Linked DNA regions of Pan troglodytes: region 2 is linked to region 1. A link is a contact called in public capture Hi-C data. All regions are on one chromosome and are shown on one strand. Each heading gives the region's core, a stretch centred on a gene start, on an enhancer-like site or on the middle of the called end of the contact. The rest is flanking DNA. Distances are from core to core; before and after follow the strand shown.

The links. Capture Hi-C pulls out chosen DNA fragments and counts their contacts.
Region 2: a contact with region 1 is called in a capture Hi-C map of stem cell-derived neural stem cells, with 4 times the contacts expected there. The contact joins two enhancer-like sites. A contact is called at or near these places in 3 of 7 Hi-C or Micro-C datasets (induced pluripotent stem cells and stem cell-derived neural progenitor cells) and 1 of 1 other capture datasets (stem cell-derived neural stem cells).

Annotation. Positions count from the first base shown.
Region 1 is chr16:60,312,392-60,317,526 of NHGRI_mPanTro3-v2.0_pri, reverse strand. It overlaps ITGA11 (integrin subunit alpha 11), which reads left to right. Exons shown (of 30, transcript XM_510503.8): 22 at 563-639; 23 at 2,421-2,510; 24 at 3,419-3,509; 25 at 4,879-4,992. Among named protein-coding and RNA genes, the nearest start is that of FEM1B, 36 kb to the right of the region's middle. Within about 2 kb of position 2,461, at least 2 of the 24 cell types and tissues checked have an H3K27ac peak or open chromatin away from gene starts, as enhancers often do. A contact at or near this core is called in stem cell-derived neural stem cells, where this site is marked.
Region 2 is chr16:60,542,179-60,547,313 of NHGRI_mPanTro3-v2.0_pri, reverse strand. No RefSeq gene overlaps it. Among named protein-coding and RNA genes, the nearest start is that of CORO2B, 35 kb to the left of the region's middle. Within about 2 kb of position 3,108, at least 5 of the 24 cell types and tissues checked have an H3K27ac peak or open chromatin away from gene starts, as enhancers often do. A contact at or near this core is called in stem cell-derived neural stem cells, where this site is marked.

The sequences.
Region 1 (5,135 bases), core at 1,212-3,711:
GGCCCAGGTCAGCAGTGTGGCAGAAGCGCTGCCAGACAAGGGGCGGATGCCTTGTTGGCCTGCTGGGTGGCCACTGGCCCTCATCCCTCTCCGGGCCATCTCCTCCCTGCCACACACAAAGAAGAGGTGGACAAGGCGGTCCTACCAAACGTTTCTGGCCCCCACATCCCATGGTGCATGGCGATGGCCATCGGCCCTTCCTGCCATCAAGGCCCCCTACCCCAAAAATCCTGCAGACAGAGTCTGGAGCTGGACTTGCTGCTTTCTGGTTGCCTTTTGCTAAAAACAAAAGAAGAGGAAAAGGGAGGGGGGCTGGCTCAGCCCCGAGAAACCCCATTGTGGGAGCTGTTGTCTTTGGCTGTGTCCCCACAGCAGCCCTGAAGCTCAGCTCATGTTCTGTAGCACCTGGTCCTCCCTTTCCCAGCCTGTTCCCAGCCAGCAGCTCCCCAACCCCCAGCAAGCTCCCCCTCCCCAAGCCAGCAGGGGGCTGTGGGGAGTGGGCTGTGGGGAGTGGGCGGGGCTGGTCCCGGCAATGCCCAGACATGCGACTGCTTCCTTGCAGGTGGCTTTCCGTCTTGATTTTGAGTTCAGCAAATCCATCTTCCTACACCACCTGGAGATCGAGCTCGCTGCAGGCAGGTCAGGGCCGTGCCTGCTCCTTCTCCCCCAAGCTTGCTATTCCGGGGCCCAGCTCTCTGGCTGCTAGCAACTGTTCCTCCCAACACTGAGTCCGCTGCCCCACGCCCTGTCCCTCACTGCCCCAACCTTGAGTGGAGGCAGCGGGGTGGGGAGGTGGGCCGGCATCCATTGCAGGTGTGGGCCAACCTGCTGCCCCCTGTGTTGCCACCACTCTTCATTCTTTGGATGATAAATAATAATGTCAGCCCTTTACTTTTAGACAGCCCTCTATACAGCAGTAATTCACAAACCTTATGGTTATAAAGCACTGTACAGGCAAAAATCTCAGTCCTCACAGAGGCCCCTTAAGATCATCAAAGCAGGGGTTATTCCCCACACCATCTTCCAAGTTAAGAGAGGCTCAGAGGGTGAGTGAATTTCCCAAGGACACACAGCAGTAAATTGTGCAGCTGGAAGCTGAACACTACTCGTCCTATTCCCCATCCAGGGCTCTTCCTGTCCTAGTCACCTCTCTCCCCTTTTTCTATTTTTAAGAGGCCTTTTCTTACTCTATGTGGGTCTTCCCGTCTGTCTGTCTGTCTGTCTGTCTCCCAGGCCTCTCAGAGGTAGCTTGCTATGTGTTGACCCCATGAATCACTTTGTGTCAGTAGTAAATACACTTCTCTTTTTTGCAGAATTACCTCTGTGTGGGGAAGGACAGAGGGATTGTGTCCACTCTGGAGCCTTATAAATGGCAAAAATCCTTAGCTAAGAAATAAATACCCCAGGCAAACCGAACACTAACATTCCAGCACACACACGTGCAGGTCAGAGGTCACATAAGCACTGGGGACTCATACCCGACACGTGCTCGCGTCCCAGCTACAGTTAAATGAATTGTGCATCCTGGTAGAATTCTCACACACCACGTGGCAAACTTGGCGAGGCCTCCCTTGCTCTCTGCCCTGCTCTTAGAAAGCCCAGTCCCGACTTCACAGGAGAAATGAGCGCACTTGCAGAGCAGTGTCTCTGGCACAGCTGTGGGGGGTGTCTGAGAATTAAGTGTGTGTAGGAGGGGGCTCTGGAGGCACATCTGTGTGTGTTGGGTCTCCCTTTTCTAACCAAACCCCTATCTTGGGGTAAGGCTTCCAAAGGGAATCAAACTCAGTCTATATAACAAGCAAGAACTGTACATTTTTATGTCTAAAATGATTTGCCCTGGTAGTTCATGGTGCTCAGATATAAAGGGAGGCACACTGGACAGAACCCCCCCAGAAGATGTCTCTGAATTTCACTCCCAGCCTTCTTGTGGCAGCAGAGTGCCCCTGGCCGACCTGTAGGAGCTGCCCCCGGTCAGTCCAGGGATAAATGAATGACTCTATTGTGAATTCCTCACCATCCCTCCTCCGTGGGCACAACCTTTGCCACAGGTGTCATCTCCCACAGCCCCTGAGAGTCCAGCAGGCAGCAGGATTGGCCCACCAGACAGACGGGGCGTCTGGGTGAGGGAGGCAAACAGGCTGGGGTCCAGTCCATGCCAGACCAGGCACAGGCCTTCTAGCTCCAGCCCAGAGCCCTCCCCTGACTCTACCTAAAGGGGCAGCAGGTAGAGCTGGTGTCATCCATCCCCGCTTCTGGCCCTTCCTCTCCTAGGAGATGCCTCAGGTTCCCTGTCTGGCCTGTCTGGTGCCCATCAGCCCCAGATAAGCCAGTGTGCTCCTTCCACAGTCTGCCTCAGACCCTTCCTGCTGCCTGTGCTGGCTGAGCCCCTTCCTGACCTTGCCGCCTGGCTCTCCTTGCAGTGACAGTAACGAGCGGGACAGCACCAAGGAAGACAACGTGGCCCCCTTACGCTTCCACCTCAAATACGAGGCTGACGTCCTCTTCACCAGGTGGGCCGGGCTCCGGGGGCCCCAGGAGAGGGAAGGCATGGGGAATGGGAGGAGGGAGGCCTAAGGGGGGGGCACCCTCTGATGGGCCCTAATAGGGCCAGACCCCAGCACTAAGGGACTATGGATGGAGCCAAGAGTGTCCCTGATGGGTCAGAGAGTGCAGCACCCCCATTCAGTGTGGGGAGGGGATATCAAATTAGAGGAAGGAGACACAGGCCCGGCCCTGGGGAGCTCCCAGCAGGGGCAAGGAGGGAGGGTGGGGGCAGTGGGAGGTGTCCACCCCTGGCAGAGGCAACAAGTGGATGCATGGTCTGTAGAGAATTTAAAAACAGAAATAATATCTATCATAAGTCAATCTGCTTTTTGTTATCATCTTATGCCAGCACATCTAAACAATGTCAGTGGGAAAAGACTCTTCCCCAAAGGACAGACTGCTCCCACCCCCACCCCCTTGGCATGCTACTGGCCCCCAGTCTGATGGAGGAAACAGCCCCTGTCCTCTGAGAGCTCTCGGGCAGATGGAGAAGTCAGGGCAGAACAGCAGATACGGAGAGGAAGCTCAGGCCCTCCCACGCCAGCCATCCCTAGAGGGTGGAAGGGAGCACAGTGGCATGGTCACTCCGAAAACAGCTACACTCCTAGGCAGAGACGCTGGGGCAGGGATGAGATAACTGGCTGTTCTGACTCACGCCCACCCACTCAGGAGGCAGACATTGCTCACCCATGGCAGCGCTGATTCCTGCAAAGGCTCAGAATCCTTCCAACATGACACTCCCAGCCGACACAAGCGGGAACCTGTTTTTCATGGCCCGGGGGAGGCCGGCACATGCCCTCTCCCTCTTTCATTCATCTGTCCATCCAGCCAGCCCTGACTGAGCTCACGACAGCCCTGTCCTCTGTCTCTGCAGGAGCAGCAGCCTGAGCCACTACGAGGTCAAGCCCAACAGCTCGCTGGAGAGATACGATGGTATCGGGCCTCCCTTCAGCTGCATCTTCAGGGTGAGGCTGGAGGGGAGCTGGGTAGAGGGGGAAGGATGGGATCTGAGCACCCCCATCCTGGAGGGGAGGAATGTGGAATCATCACTAGTGCCCGGAGTCCAGCCTCAACCCTGCCACCCACCCACTGTGTGACTTTAGGCAAGTCACTTCTCCTCTCTGGGCCTCTCAGTCTTCTTTTGAAAAACAACCGGACTGCGGTGGGGGGTGTATGGGTGAAGATAGGGTGTGGTTGCCTAAAATTCTTAAATTTTTTTTAAACAGTGGTTTAAACACACTAGGGTTTACTCTGTCCCATAAAAGAAGTCCAGAGTTGGCAGCTTCACAAAGTCATTCAGGAGTGGGTCTTCTATTCCACCATTCTCAGTGTGAACTTACCAGCCTCCAGTTCACCTCACAGTACAAGATGGCTGCAGCTCCAGCCATCACGTTCTCATTCCAGGCAGCAGGAAGGAGGAAGGGGAGAAAAGCATGCTCCCTCCTTATTAAGGGACCTCCCTGGCAGTTCCTTACTCTTCCAGTGACCTCTCTTTATCCAGAATGTTGTGACTGAGCCATAAGGGAGGCTGGGAAATGTGGCCTTTTGTCTCGGTTCTGCCACTAAGGAAAGTGGGAGAACGAGAGTTAGGAGGCAATTTGGCAGCCTCTGCTATAGTGGGCCCCGATAGCTCCCTCAGCCCTGAACAGCTGTAAGTTCATCAGCTTCTCTTAGGCTGTGTGAAAGCTGAGGGCAAGCTGACAGCTGGATACTGGACTTCAGACACGCTGAGCCCTGCATGGCTTGTTCAAGAGAGGCCTAGTAAGCTGCCCAGGGTCACACAGCTCATAGGCGGTGGTGGGCCCAGGATTAGATTCCTGGTCTTTCTGGTTCCAAAGCCCTGCTTGGAATCACTGCTGCCCTGGCACTGAATGTGGCACTGCTAGAATGTGAACAATCACGCACTCCTTATTTAGTAATAAATAGCGAGTTTAATTAATTAAATTAATTGTTAATTAATGATTCCCTCTCATGATGCATTCATTGCTGTCACCATCTTCACCCCTGGCCTCAACAAAATCCCCACCCCAGGCAAGAAGAGTTGAAAATGCAGGTGGCCCCTGCTCTCCGGCCTCAGGATCCCCACTGACTTGTCTTCAGCTTCCAGCCACCCATCCCCTCTCAGGGCTTTCTTGCACTCGTCCATGCAGTCCCCGGCCACAATTTGACAGAGCTTAGGAGCTTCCATGGTGAAAATACCAGGGGTCTTGAGTGGGCCTTTTTCCCAGGCCTGATGGGGGAATTGCCACCCCCAGGGGCTGGTTGGCCCCTGTGGACCTTGTTCTCCGCCCCCCTCAAGTGACTGTACTGACACCTCCCTGTCTCTGGCCACAGATCCAGAACTTGGGCTTGTTCCCTATCCATGGGATGATGATGAAGATCACCATTCCCATCGCCACCAGGAGCGGCAACCGCCTACTGAAGCTGAGGGACTTCCTCACCGACCAGGTAGTGATGGCCTTGGGAGCCGGCTAGGGGAGGGGAACAGAAGGAGACAGACGCTCCCCCTACATGTGTCCCCAGGTTCCCAGACCCCAGCTCCCTTCTCCCAGGACCAGGGCTAGAGGAGGAGAAAAGAAACCTCTCTGGGA
Region 2 (5,135 bases), core at 1,859-4,358, 230 kb before region 1:
AGCATAACAAGGCCACATTCATCATTCATTTATTCATTCACTCATTCATTCATTCATTTAGTAACTATTGAGCACCTGGTCAGAGGCAGACAGACTGCAAGGGAAGAAGAAATGTACTGCACTGGGCAGAGGAGGCAGGCCAGGCAGAAAGCCAACAGCAGCTCCTGGTGGCCCATCTAGACACCTCAGGGTCTAGAATTACCAAAACCCAGCTGGGGAAAACCCACACACAGTAGCCAGGTAGTCTGGGCTGGAGGTGGCTGGTTGTTCTCACTCTGACAGGATTCCCCGCAGGTCCCTGGAAATCTTGGAATCCCTTGCGGTAGCTAAGCCAGGATTCAATTTACAGACACTCATTCCACACACATCCCAAATTGATGCATGGTATTGCAAAGGTGAGAAAACAGAAGAGATTACAACTGGATGGTGGAATCTTAAAGCAACTACTGGGAAGCCTTGAAGCAAATCACTCAATATCCCTGAGATGAACTTCTTCGTTTGCAAAATGGACACTACAATCCCTTGTCCGGTCAACCTCGTGACAGCAGAGAGGATTAGAATAGAATGGACCATCAATAGGAGAGTGGTTTTATGTGCGTGAAGGAGCACCAAGTCGATTTTCTACCCAAGCAACTAAGGGTGGCAAGGATGGCTCACTGTTGGTTTTCTGCCCTCCACAATGAGTGACATGAGTTGGCAAAAGGGGGAGGGCAGAGAGAGGTGGGGTCTAGGAGTTTAGGAGACCCCGTGCTGAGCAAATGAGTCCCTTTGGGAGGAAATGCCAAGTCTCTGAGTGCCATTGGCCTTGACAGTCTTCCAGGGCCCTGGCACAGCTATCCGCCGCTTTCCCAAAGCCACACCTTTGAGGCTGAGGGCTGGGGATGCCCCACCTGATGGCAGCTCCTGCCATCCCCGGGGTACCCCCAGCCACCCAGGCATGCCTCATTTACCCCAGCTCTTCCCCCTACAGCATTGGACTATGATAGTTTTCTTTCCAAGGAGTGATTCTGCCAGGAACTAAGGAAGGGGAGGCCCCTTTGGCTCCTTCAAATGCCACCCTGGCTGTTGCCCAGTCCCCCTCTCCCAGTATTACCCCCCCTGCATTCCTGTTGCAGGCAGGGGTGTAAAGGGAGGGGCTCTGAGACTGATCCTGGAGATTGGGGCCTAGCCTCAGGGAGCTTCCAGAAGATGGGAAGGCCAATGGGGAACCCCCTTCTTTATCTCAAGAACTTTAAAATGTAGCAAGCAACCACACAACACACAACTCAATTCAAAGAATTGAATTTCCCACCAGGGTATGACAGAGGCTGGAGCTGGGGGAGGGGTAGAGTATGAAGGCCATGAACTTTGGAGTCATGCAAATTTGAGACCTGACATTTATAGCACCAAACACCTTTCCATAGCAATACAAATTAAAAAGTGAAAATAAATGAATTAAACACCCACACTGAAAAATTAGGGGAAAAAGTCGTGAAGACTCCATGGCAAGGTTTTCTGAGGAGGGAAATCTACCATCTCCCAGTTTTTCCTCCAGCGTGTGTCACTCTCAGAGGAGTCCTGCCCTGCAGCCTTCATGTGGGGCATGGGAATCTATGGACACCGATTCCCACCCGTGCAAGAATGTGCCTTGCAGGCCGGGCATGGTGGCTCAAGCCTGTAATCCCAGCACTTTGGGAGGCGAGGTGGGCGGATCACGAGGTCAGGAGATCGAGACCATCCTGGCTAACACGGTGAAACCCCGTCTCTACTAAAAATACAAAAATTAACCGGGCATGATGGTGGGCGCCTGCAGTCCCAGCTACTCGGGAGGCTGAGGCAGGAGAATGGCGTGAACCCCGGAGGCGGAGCTTGCAGTGAGCTGAGATTGTGCCATCGCACTCCAGCCTGGGCGACAGAGCGAGACTCCGTCTCAAAAAAAAAAAAAAAAAAAAAGAATGTGTATGACAAGCCTGTGAGCAGATTGGCTATGAAGGCAGAGACCTGGGGCTGCTATTGGCCCAATGACATGGGCTTCCACCTACCCAAGGCTGATCTAGCTCCTGCCACTTCTGAATGTCCAACTTGTCCATAATGGAGACCAACATCAAACCCCTGAAATGGCATTGTTTCCTTGAGGAGACCAACCTGCCTCCTGGTGGTAAGTTGACTGCATCAGGATCCTCTTATCCTGGAAGGTGCAGGGGGCCATCCTCTGCATCCTCCACCTGGAACAGGATGGATACCATCACATGGTATTCAAACACTGTGTTTTCTCCCCTAGTTGAAGCAGGGCTGTTTGAGGGCATGGATGAGTCCTAGTGAGTCGCTCAGACCCTGGCAAAAACGAGGGACTCAGTCCATGTGTGCAGAGTGGGTGGGCCAATAGACATCAAATGATGACCAGTGTTACACGCCCATGCACACACACTGCATGTTGTTACATCTTGTTACTCCTCCCAGTAGCCCTCTGGGGAAGATATCATCAGTATCTCTCTTTTACAGATGGGGAAACTGAGCCAGAGAGAGATATAGTTGCTTGCTCAGGAGATACAGGGCCAGATGTGGATCCACAGTGGACCATCAGCACCTCTGTTCTGATCACTACACTGCATGGTTGTCTGTCTACAGAGCTTGGGCAAGGAAGGCATGAGTGGGCTGGGGTGGTCACCAAGGCGGGGTCTGAGATGCTCCTTAGATAATCAGAGGAAGGACTAGGACAGATATTCTAGGCAGAGAAACACGTGACTGGTCCAGCAGACTGCTTGGTCTGAGTAGAGGACTTGAGAGAGGTAAGGGCCAGGATCTGGAGTCATGGCGGGGCTTCCTGTCACCTGGGCAGCGTGAAAGGCTGCTGGGCAGAAGGCTGGACAGGGTGATGCCCGGTTTGGCAGTCACCGCAGTGTGCGTCAGGAGGGTGGAGGGAGGGACTAGGGCAGGAGGGACTAAGGCAGGAAGGACAGATGGGAGACATCTGCAGCTGTGTTGGGGGAGGACTGGAGACCCTGAGATCAGAGGCAGGCATAGGAGTTGATAGAAGTTGATTAATTCAAGAGTCATTACAAAGGAAGCCTTCTTTGGAGGCAAGCAGGAGGGTCTGTATGGGAATCATGGACTCTGCCCCTGGGAAATTGGCCTTGCTGGCCTTAGAGTTGCATTTTTTAGTTATTCTCACAAGCCCCTGGGGTGGGAGGAGGAAGGAGGGGACAGGGTAGAAAGATGGGGATTGGGGATCCACCAGCCCCCATGCTCTTAGCCTCTGTCTCTGCAATGCCAGGAATGGGCTCAGACACCAAGATAAACAATGTGTTGACCTGGCCCAGGCTGAGAATGATGCTGATAGTGACTATGAATCAGCCCTAGGCTTTGGTCCAGGAGAGAGGCATTTCCCAGTCAGGGGGAGGGAGCAAGCCAACCACTGTTCTGGAAATTTCCACTCACATTATCTCCCTCTGACGGGGGAGCAAACTGAGGGCTCCAGAGGGGACATGACTTGTTCAAGGTCACATAGCCAGTGAGAGCCAGTCTTTGAAAATGCATCCTTCTGTCTTGAAGGCCAGGGTCACTGCAATTTGTGGAGATATCTGGCCATGCAAAGCCCCTCCACCCCCCGATCCCTGTTGGAAGCCTTTCTGAGTTGTCTCCGTCAGTCTAACCTGATGCTTTTTGGACTCACATTGCCTCGGTAGTTAGGAGTCTCCTTTGTTCTGCAGTAAACCAAGGCATCCTGAGGAGCCTGGAGCAAGGCATTCCTTTTCAATACATCCGGCAGCTGATTATCACTCAGCAAGTCACACATTGATTGCTGATTGTCAGAGCTAGAGCAGAGATAACAAAGGGAAGCACACACGCCACATGGGCAGACACTAGGGCTGCTCCAGAAGGTTCCCATCTCCCTCCTTCCAGGCACATGGTAGCACTGCATACCTCTGCTCTCTTTGGAAGTTAAGTGAAGCCATATGACTTGCCCTGACCTATAAAAATGTGAGCAGAGGTGACAAATGACCCTTTTGGGCAGAAGCTTTAAGAGCCAGTGTGGAGTTGGCTATGTCTCCTTCCTGCTTGCAGGGATGAAAGCAGGCATTGCCACGGAGTCGCAGGTGGCCATGAGGGTGCCCCTCCCTTCTGCTCCACACTGGAGCCAGAAATAAACTCTTATTGATTTTAAGGGTGGTTGTTGTTAGCACAGCTTAACCTAGCCTATCCTGACTGACACAGAAATTTGTACTTAGAAGTGAAGTGCTGTTAAAGCAAAAAACAACGAAAAGATGCAGTATTCTCTTAGAGATTCAGTGGCAGCAATAAGGAACTGATGTTGGAAGCTGGAGAGATAGCTATCCATGCAGTGGAGAAACATTTGGTGAAACTCTCACCTGTAATTACTTGAAATGTAGGGAAAGAAGTTTGAAGACAGAAATTGAGTAGTGTGTTTTGCTTGCTGTTGGCTGCATTTGGCAAAGTACTGCAAACGAGATGAGTTCAGAAATTGATTAAGGATGGGTCAGCCTAATACATGAATGCTTATGATAGGATCAAATTTGGATCCTTTGGGGTCTTTTGCTTCCAGCCAAGAAGTAGTAAGAGACTGGATTTACTAGCCCACCTGAAACAACTAAAAATATGAAACACTGATTTTCAAGACACCAGACCTCAGGCAATGAAGTCATCCCTAAGACGCAACAAACAAATGAGACAGTCCCTGTGACCGTCCCAGCTTGCTGCGTTGAGAGAGTTTCCAGGCCATGGTGCAGGGAGAAGGAACACAGGCGGGTCCCACAGACTCCCTGGGTTGAGAGGGTGGAAGGAACTGAATGTAAGGAGGCCCAGGCTGTCAGAGTTCGCAGGGCACAGGACTGGAGAGAAGAGAGCCACACAGAGGGAGAACTCCAAAGAGCCACTAAGGGTCTCCCTCAGGCATTTAGCAGAGTTTGATCAGCACCTGCGTGTGAGGAAGCCCCATGAGCCAGCGAAAGAATCACCCGAAAGGGTTAGAAGGAACAGCACCAGAAGCTCATGCAGGGCCAGTAATAGTACCTGCTCTCCAGCCAGACTGAAAAACCTCATAATTTATAGGGCACTGGACAAAGCACTCAGGAGGATCTTGTTTTAGTAGCTGGGGATGATTAGCTCTAGATGTTGTTTTGCTGAAACTAACTCAC